2 separate regions of the Mus musculus genome follow, and region 2 is linked to region 1. A link is a contact called in public capture Hi-C data. All regions are on one chromosome and are shown on one strand. Each heading gives the region's core, a stretch centred on a gene start, on an enhancer-like site or on the middle of the called end of the contact. The rest is flanking DNA. Distances are from core to core; before and after follow the strand shown. Region 1 overlaps P4ha1 (procollagen-proline, 2-oxoglutarate 4-dioxygenase (proline 4-hydroxylase), alpha 1 polypeptide). Region 2 overlaps Ascc1 (activating signal cointegrator 1 complex subunit 1).

What was found. Capture Hi-C pulls out chosen DNA fragments and counts their contacts.
Region 2: a capture Hi-C map of embryonic stem cells shows a contact between it and region 1, with 2.8 times the contacts expected there. The contact joins two enhancer-like sites. A contact is called at or near these places in 3 of 39 promoter capture datasets (liver, pre-B cells and second pharyngeal arch cranial neural crest), 3 of 115 datasets of contacts at active chromatin or transcription factors (acute myeloid leukemia and embryonic stem cells) and 1 of 9 other capture datasets (embryonic stem cells).

The regions. Positions count from the first base shown.
Region 1 is chr10:59,352,464-59,356,965 of GRCm38.p6, reverse strand. It overlaps P4ha1 (procollagen-proline, 2-oxoglutarate 4-dioxygenase (proline 4-hydroxylase), alpha 1 polypeptide), which reads right to left. Exons shown (of 15, transcript NM_001316371.1): 9 at 1,546-1,616. Among named protein-coding and RNA genes, the nearest start is that of P4ha1, 31 kb to the right of the region's middle. Within about 2 kb of position 2,420, at least 9 of the 459 cell types and tissues checked have an H3K27ac peak or open chromatin away from gene starts, as enhancers often do. A contact at or near this core is called in embryonic stem cells, where this site is marked.
Region 2 is chr10:60,026,227-60,030,728 of GRCm38.p6, reverse strand. The region is part of intron 5 of Ascc1 (activating signal cointegrator 1 complex subunit 1); the gene reads right to left. Among named protein-coding and RNA genes, the nearest start is that of Anapc16, 25 kb to the right of the region's middle. Within about 2 kb of position 2,333, at least 113 of the 459 cell types and tissues checked have an H3K27ac peak or open chromatin away from gene starts, as enhancers often do. A contact at or near this core is called in embryonic stem cells, where this site is marked.

The sequences.
Region 1 (4,502 bases), core at 1,171-3,670:
ATAGGCAAATGCTAAAGAGGATACAGCAGGATGATCAAGTCACATGCTAACTTGGGCTACACCTTAGACCTTAGACAGGGAACATATTTCAGTGGTCCAGTGCTTGCCCAGCTAGAAGCCCTAGGTTCAACGCCCAATACTACAAAGTAACCAAAAAAAATTTTAAAAAAAAGGAAAAAAAAATATGAACAAAGTTTTAATATCAAAAATGTTGATGCTGAGAAATCTTAATCTAGAGTTCTAACTTTACACCAAAAAGTACATTCATCACATTGTAGTTTTCTAGTACAAAAAAATTTATATTTCCTGTTACATAAATGCTCATGTTAAAAATAATATCTTTAGCAAAGTAGCTCAGATACAAGATTATACCATGAAAACCTGAGTTCCATCTCCATAAAAACAAACAAGCAAGCAAACAAAACCCACATCTGGCCAGGCAGTGGGGGTTTGTGCCTTTAATCCCAGCACTTGAGAGACAGAGGGAGGCAGATCTCTGTGAGTCGAGGTTAGCCTGGTCTATGTAGAGAATCTTTTGTCTCAAAAAAAATGAAACAAAACAAAATGTCTGTAACTCTAGCCCTCCTATGCAAAGATGAGAGGAGACTCGATCACCTGGAACCTCAGGGCCCAGCAGGCCTCAGTGCACAGCATGGCACACATAGAAAGTAAGACCATGCTTCAACAGGGGAGAGTGGAGAACAGGCTCACAGATGCAGAGACCCTCTGACCTCCACGTGCCCTCTGTACCATGCACACACCCAGACCCACACACACTCATCACAAAACACCTTAAAACAATTTCAAAAAATAGTAGCTTCTGATTGAATTGTTTCAGCTATTATTATACACATTAATCTAAGCAATTGATTGAGCAATTACTATCAATATAAATAACAAGATGGGCAATGTATAAAATTAAATGTTTATAACAAGATTATTTCTATAATTGTTGCATCTGTGGAAAAATATTACTTAGGGTTAGACTAAAACAATTCAGTGCAATGACATTCCTGTTTTCACTGTGATCTGAGCAGCCTTTTATCCCGTGAGCCAACAGAGAGGTCAATGCTATACTAACTCACTCAGCCCCTAACTCTGAGTTATGCAGCTGAGTTGTACCATGGTTAACTCTAAAAGTTACTTCTAAATGTTGCTAAAAGCAAGGGATTTTAAACTGACTTATAGTAGCTTCTTTGTCCTTCTAGACATTTCTTCAACAGCTACTAGTGACCCATATAGCCCCAGCTTCACGGCAGAGTTTGCCTTGGGTCTTGCTCTGGGCAGAGCCTTTTAGAAGTTCTTCCCTATCGGTTGGCACTGCCAGAGCTTCCCCTGGCATTCACTGTATACTAGTCAATGACTAGGAATTGCATGGAACTGCCTGTATCTGTCTATTGGTCCATCGTGAAAATCAAGTACACATACCAAAAGCTTGATCTGAAATCTAGGTCTTAGAAACTATATCATATAAATATGGTCAAAATTAGATCCTCAGGAAAGAGCACTCCAAATATGCCTCAAGTTCTGTCCATTCTCCCTTACCTCTTAGATACTCTGTACTGTGCTGTGGTCAATTTCCCCGTCTCAGGGTCATGTACTGTAGCTCGGCTCAGCTACAAAAAGAAAAAAGAGAAAGGACAAGGCTTACACTCCAGCAGGCTGTCTCTGGGCTTTGTTCTCTGTTTTGCCAAGCCACAGGTGATTGGAAGGATTGATTGGTCTGCCTGGTGGGTAATGGTTCGAATCATAAAACACTCAGAAAGGTGGCAAGAAGAGCCACTCGTTCGTTCGTCCGGAGAGAATCTGACTGTAAATGTATTTATTGTCCTTTCACTTTTTTAAGACTAAACCCTTTGAGGCGTATGTCAATGATCTGCAGCAGTGGGTTTCACAGGAGCTCTCCCAAGTCTAGAAGTTTAATGCTTCAAATATAGATCAACAAGTTTTCTAAATTAGTTGATCATTTTGAAACTTTCATCAAGACAAGCTGGCTTTTCTCTAAACCATCCAAGTCAACGGAGGTGGGAAGTGATTTGGAAGGCTGAGCTCAGAAGCACAGCTGCTCTTTCCAGAGCCAACTTGTAGGCCAGTGGCTTGGTTTTTGTTTTTGTTTTAATAAAAAACTTCAGACCAGATTACTCCATATGACAAGGACAGCCTGGAGGTAAAAGACAACAGCAGACAATCACCACAGGGGAGGGTGTGTGAGCAGCACTCCACCCTGGGTGAACACACTGCCTCTTTTTTCTTTCTTAATTTCACATGCTCACAACAAAGGCAAAAGAAAAGGACCAGGCAATTTCCTGAGTGTTTAATACCTGATCATGACAATGCACTTAGTTCCTGAAACTCGAGGCCAATCAGAGATTAAAAACCAGAACTTCTAGTCAAGGGAAAACCCGTGAAACACAAGCACTCATTCACGCACTGCTCTGGAGTGTATGGCGGCCACTTGAGCTGGAGACTGGAGACGATCCACTTCGGTTAAGAAGAATTCTGGTAGGATGTTCAAAACGCTCGTTAGGAGGAAAGTATGTGGCATCCAATCTTACCTTTTGCTAATTCTGTAATGTACCGTCTCCAAGGCTCCTGTTACTGGGTTTGAAATGGTGGCTCGCCTCAGCTGTGAAGCCAACCGTCAAAACAGTTGCATTACAAGACAAAAAAACGATCACATTTCCCTAACCAGCCACAATGCTGGGTTTTCTTTTCTTTCTTCTTTAAACAAAAGAAGGTGAATAGAAAATAACTCAATACCCTTCCAATCACCTTGTGTCGCGCCTTGAAAGCCAGTTAGTTTTATGTTTCTTAAAAACTATTTTACTTGCTTTTCACTGCGTGAATAGAGGTCACACAAACAGAAAAGGTTGGAATTAATTTCTTCAGTAGGATAGAACATTGATAACGTGAAGAAAAGGCTCTAAAATGCAAAGTACCATTGATATTATAAGAATGGCCATTTGTAACTAATTAATCATGGACTCTAAAACCTCAGATTGTGACTCGTGACAACATGATTAGAGGGTCCCAATATTGTCTAAAATTTATTTTAAGGTCATTCTTTCCTCTTTTCAAGAGAAAGTGTGTACTTAACAGTATGTACAGTAAAACAGCCTTTCCACAGCCATGCAGGTAAAAGGAATGCATAGTCTTAACAGAAATGCTGACAGCCAAGAGAATAAAAAAAACAAAATTTAAATGGGAGGTTGATGCTGAAATAACAGAAAAATTAACTTTCACTGCCACTAAATTTACTGCTCAAAAATAATCTCAACTAAAACATTTCCTATGAAGCCTGGGGCCTTCCATCTCAAAAGTGAATTCTTAACAAAGATTCTACCAAGAAATACTGGTAAACTGGGTCTGACTATAAATAAGGGACCGAGTTAGGAATTCTAAAGAGAATGAGAAAATATGGAATGATTTTAAGAGGTTTTCTGCTAGGCAGCCAATTTGCTATATCTCTGGACAGCACCCATTGCATCACAAAAACTACATGATTTAAGGGGGGAAAAAAAGTGTTAATTTGGAAAAATAATAAAACTTTAAAAACTTTGAAATTTATCTAAGTATATACACACCTGGCCAGCAAACCCACTAGCCAAATAAACTGCCATCAGCTTTTAGAAATAAAATCTTGATTGTACCATAACCACCTCATTTATTTTCCTATTTTCTTTGGCTGCCTTTACACCAGATGGCAGAGCTGAGCAGTCGTGACAAGAGACCACACAGATGACAAAGCCCTCTAGAACATTTGCTACCTCAGCCTTTAGAGAAATAGATCAACCTTACATGTTATGGAAGAAAAACTAATAATCAGAATGTACTTAATAATGTCTACAAAAGTTTGCATTTTATCTTTAATAAGATGTACTGTCTTAAAGAACAAGATGGTAGGAAAAGGTAAGGGCAGAGAGGTAGTCTCCACTCTACACTCTCACACAAAAGACAAGTTTCTATGCCAAACACTGAAAGTGTAGAATTTGGCATAATTCACATTCAACTACTTTTCTTACTAATACAGATTAAGGGGGCTGGAGAGATGGCTCAGCAGTTTGGAGCACTTGTTTGCAGAGCACCAAGGTTGGATTCCCTGCAGTGCAGGCAGAACACAGAAATCCTGTCCCAGAGGATCTAACTCATCTGGCCTCCATGGGCACTGCATGCACATGGTACAGACACTCATGCAAACAAAACACCCATACACATAAAAGAAAAATTTAACACAATAATAATAAACTAAAATTAGTAAACTATATAATACTATTTTAAAACTAGCAAGATATCTGTTCCTAATTATACTTTTCTACTATTATTATGTCTAAAGGAAAATTACAATACTTGGAGTATTCATTCAGATAAAAAAAATACTAGGCATGAAAAAATTGAGCTCTGAGTGGTACTGAGAGCTATGACCTACGCGAAAGGTCTTCCAGTGAGACAGCAAACCACTGACTCTGTGTATGAACACATATCTACAGTGTTCACTACTCACT
Region 2 (4,502 bases), core at 1,084-3,583, 670 kb before region 1:
AGTGGGATCCAGGCCAGCCAGGGCTCATGGGGAGACCTGTCTCAAAACAAATCATGTGCACACTTTTCTTTTGTCTTTTTCTTATCTCTTATTAGACAACTAGTTCCACTATTCTCCAGTTTATTTGTCCTGTATTTTTAAAGAGATATGTGTTGTTGTTGTGTGTGTTGTTGTGATAGAAACTATGGTAGCAAAGCATACAAATCCTTAACACGCACAAAAACACAGTTTCCATCACAACAACACACACTGGGGATGGGGTGGGGTTCAAATAAACACCAAGTTCACACTAAACTAATTAGTACATATTTGAATTTTTATTATAGGGTGGGTTTGGAGGAAGGTTTGCCAACAAGCCCCGAATTCTCTTGTCCCTTGTCTTTGTATTTGTGACAGGGTCTCACGGTATACAGCCCAGGCTGAGACTATACAGCCAGCATTCAGTGGTGGGGGTGTTGCCAACCCCCAACTCCCCACCCCCTTCAACCCCACAGGGATGGGAAGTCTACCATGGGCTGAAATAGTCAAAAGAAACCCTTTCTTCCCTGTTCCTTTCTTAAATTGTTCTTTATTTATTATTTAAATTATTATATCATTTATGTGCACACACCCACACACATGCTCAAGCCACAGCACATGTGTTGGGGTCAAACAGGAATTTTGGGGCATCAGCTGTATCTTTCCATTATGTGGGTCCCAGGGCTTGAACTCAGGTCATCAGGCTTGGCAGCAGGCGCCCTGACTCACTGAGCCCTCTCAACCGCCCCATTACACTGTTTTTTTCTTTCTTTCTTTTCTTTCTTTCTTTCTTTCTTTTTTTTTTTTTTTTTTTTTTTTTTTTTGGTTTTTTTGAGACAGTGTTTCTCTGTATAGCCCTGGCTGTCCTGGAACTCACTTTGTAGACCAGGCTGGCCTTGAACTCAGAAATCCGCCTGCCTCTGCCTCCCAAGTGCTGGGATTAAAGGCGTGCACCACCACACCTGGCTATACTGTTTCTGTCAAGGGTTTTGTCACAATCACAGGAAGCCAGCTAATCCACCTTACCATACCCTTTGCAAGGCTATCACCTTTATCTGCTTGAGTTCGATTGCCAGGGAAACACTGAATACTGAGAAACTAAATGCACAACAGAGCACAGAACAAAGGAGCCGCTCAAGGTCACATAACCTCAAGTCTTTAGGAGGTTTTGAGTCATGAGGTTATCCGGTCTTTAGCTCTACTGGAAATTCATAAGTAACCTTACTGGGAAATCTTTTAATAAGTAGAGAAACACTAAATTTTACCCTGCCTAATACTGCCACCACCAAAATAAACATAAAAATAAGCCAACCATATCTCTTCTAGCATGGTCTAAATTTAATATAAGACCAAACGATCTCTAAGACAGTGGTCTAAGTCTCCAGGGCCATTGTTCCCCTTTGCTCGGAATAGAGACTCCTACCTCAAGCCTGCTCATGGAAACGCATCAAGACCAACATCAAGTTCTTTACCCCAGGGTTTAATTACACTGGGCCCTGCTCCAAGTCTGCCATTATTTGGAGCTGGAACTGTTCTGCTCCATTAGGTTGGCCACCCAGGCTGGCGCCTGAAAATTCTAATGCTATTGACCTTCCACCCAGGAGAGGCAAGCAGGAAGTAACAGGAGGTTCCCGGGCAGCTCTGTCTGGATGAAAATAAGCATGCTTCCTTATGGCAAAGTCACATCTCCGAGGTTCTGCTTCTTTACACGTTAAGTAGGGTCTCAAAACAAATCCAAAGCAGCCTCCATCAGAGAAGTGCGTTGAAGCCCAAGCCAGAGTTCAGAGCCCCCAGTGTACGGCCTTAACTCTGCACCAAGCTGCTGCTTGTGGCCTACCACTGGCAACCACATCATCACCTCGGGCTTGCTCTGATTTGAGCTTCTTTTCTATCCTAGGAACCGAACTTACAGCTTCTCACATGCTAGGCAAGCATGCTACCACTGAGCTACATCCTGGCCCTTCTTTATGTTGAGACAGAATCTCACTAAGTTATTCAAGCCATCCTTTTACTCCATAGATAGCCCAGCGAGGGCCTGCACCTGCCATCCTTCTGCCTCAGTACCCCAGCAGCTAAGGTGGACAGCATCACACCCTCAGGCCCATCTCATGTCTGGTCTGGCACCCCAGGAAATGCTGGCGATGTACCTCTAGCACTGACAAGCTTGGGGGAGAGGCCCAGACAGTGAATGCTCCACCATGGAGCACTCCTTCTGCTTCCTTACCACTCAAGAGCAAGAGCCGAGCAGAGGGGAGCTTGCACGGGTGCACCTGCCTGTGGGCGTGCCTGCAAGCAGACAGGAAGCTCCCAGGCCTACAAGGCCGTGCTCACTGTGCAATGACTAAGAAACGAGCTTAGAAGAATCTGATCACTGTGCTCTGCCTTGACAGTAGATGCTGACTAGCAGGGACAAAAATAATCATCAATTATATACACGTCTGTCATCTTTTAGCAGGTCCAGGAGTTATGAAAGCTTGAGCCTTACTTGGCATTACTGTCCCAGGCTCTAATTCCACTGTTACCAGCCCACTGTGGCTAGACAAATCATTTCATGTTTCTCAGCTTCAGCTTCCTCTTCCATGAAAGAAGAGAGATCGCCTACCTTACCTCTAAGTCAAAGGTCCTATGCATCATTCACACAAAGCCCATGAATACGGAAGGACCTGCTAAGAAAATAGATAGGCCTTTGTGACAGACTCACCAACTCACTTCCTGGGACCCTGTGCAAACAGAAAGGAAATAAACATAAGGGCCTGCCTTCTTGCTCATTATATTTATTATTTTATGGCAAAGCTCCAACAAAGCACTTCAGGCAAATGATGTAAACTTCATCAGCATAGGAAGTTATTCAAATAAGGCAGAGTGCTGAGTGTTTGGCTCTGTAACCAGACACACCTAGCTGCTCTCAGCTCAGCATCTGTGAAACACCTCTGTCTCAGGCCATTCAGGAGACTGAATGAAATTTAATGAGGTCTCTGGCACACAGCAGCAGGGCTTCCTCCTGCTTTTTACATGCCTAGGTTTACACAAACCACTCTACAGTCCCCGTGCTAGCAGGACTGGGAACTAAATTAGGCTCTGCTGAGTCATTTTCATTATTCCTTTAAAATGTTTAGGAAAACCGACTTCCTCTGAGAGCCTCTATGTGTTATTAATGAATACTTTGTTGAGCTATATAAACTGATTCTTCTGGCTTATAAATTCTCTCTATTCAGAAAGTAGAGAGGTTCTTAGTAAGACAGAACAGTCAAGAATCAGCCATCATGTACCAGAGAAAAGAGCTTCACCATACAGTGCTTAAGTTTCCAGCCACTAAAGAGAAGAGCCTCTCCCTTCCTAAAGGAGGGACGCACTTCGGTTCTGTGAGAGCCGTGGCGACAAGCTTATGTTCCTCAAAGCTTAATGTGCCTCCCAAAGCAGCTTATAAGCATTAGTGCATTAGTGAGCACTGCTTCCAACAAAAGTGGGTCTCAAAGGCGGACCCTGATGACTCTGACCTCAGTGACTATCCAACCAAACTGGACCGAGGTAGCTCAGCTTCTACTCTGATTCTCCCACTCCCGTGCCCCCTTTCAGCAAAGCTAGGCACGGAACCCAGAGTCTCAGAACACTGGACACTGGGGAAGCACTCCACCACTGAACAGCACTCCCTGCCCCTCAGCAGGAACCTGACACCACTGTGTCCCTTGCTGCTGCTCTCTAATCCATAGGGATACTCCAAATCCTGATTGGTGTAATGATGTTTAACAACACAGCCAGCTGACACTCGTGCAGCACTAGCTACATGCCGTGGTCTGCTCTGAAATGACGTCATCTTCTTCATCCTGCAACACTGTGACTCCCGAACTATTACTACCTTCACTTTAGAGAAACTCTCCAAACATCCCAAATATGCCAGGCACCCTGGCTTCTCTCAAGAGGCGCTATGAACAGGCTCCTAACTGGTACCAGGCTCTTTCACCTCAGGCATCCTCCACAGCACCTTCATGACTATTTTTCAACAATGCTAAATTTACCACCCCAGGTTTTTACAGGAGATAAGCAGGTTAGGCTTCCTCAGGAGCTGGAAGCTATTTACCTGTCCTCTCTGGATCTACATCACTCCCGCCTACCCACTTTCCCGTCCTGAGAAACTGCATCCTTCTGTGAACAACTCCAGGGGAGCCCAGCAGAAATCCCCGCCCTTCCTTCAAGATTCTCCATGTCACTGGCCTTAGCAAGCCTTCTCCTCCGGGTGCCCAGCACATGGCTCCAGCAGCTCTCCCCTGGCAATACTAGTTCTGGGAGAAGTCTGCCCCTTTTGCCCCCTGAAAAAGGATGTGGAATCTTTAAGGAAAGAGCTCACTATAAGATAAAATACAGATTTAATTACTATGTGTTATGTCTACCCAGCATGTGGTAGGCATTTAATAAAGCATATGAACTGAAAAAGCAAAAAACAAACAAACAAAAAAACCCTGTAAGTCCTGCCCTCCATCCAAATG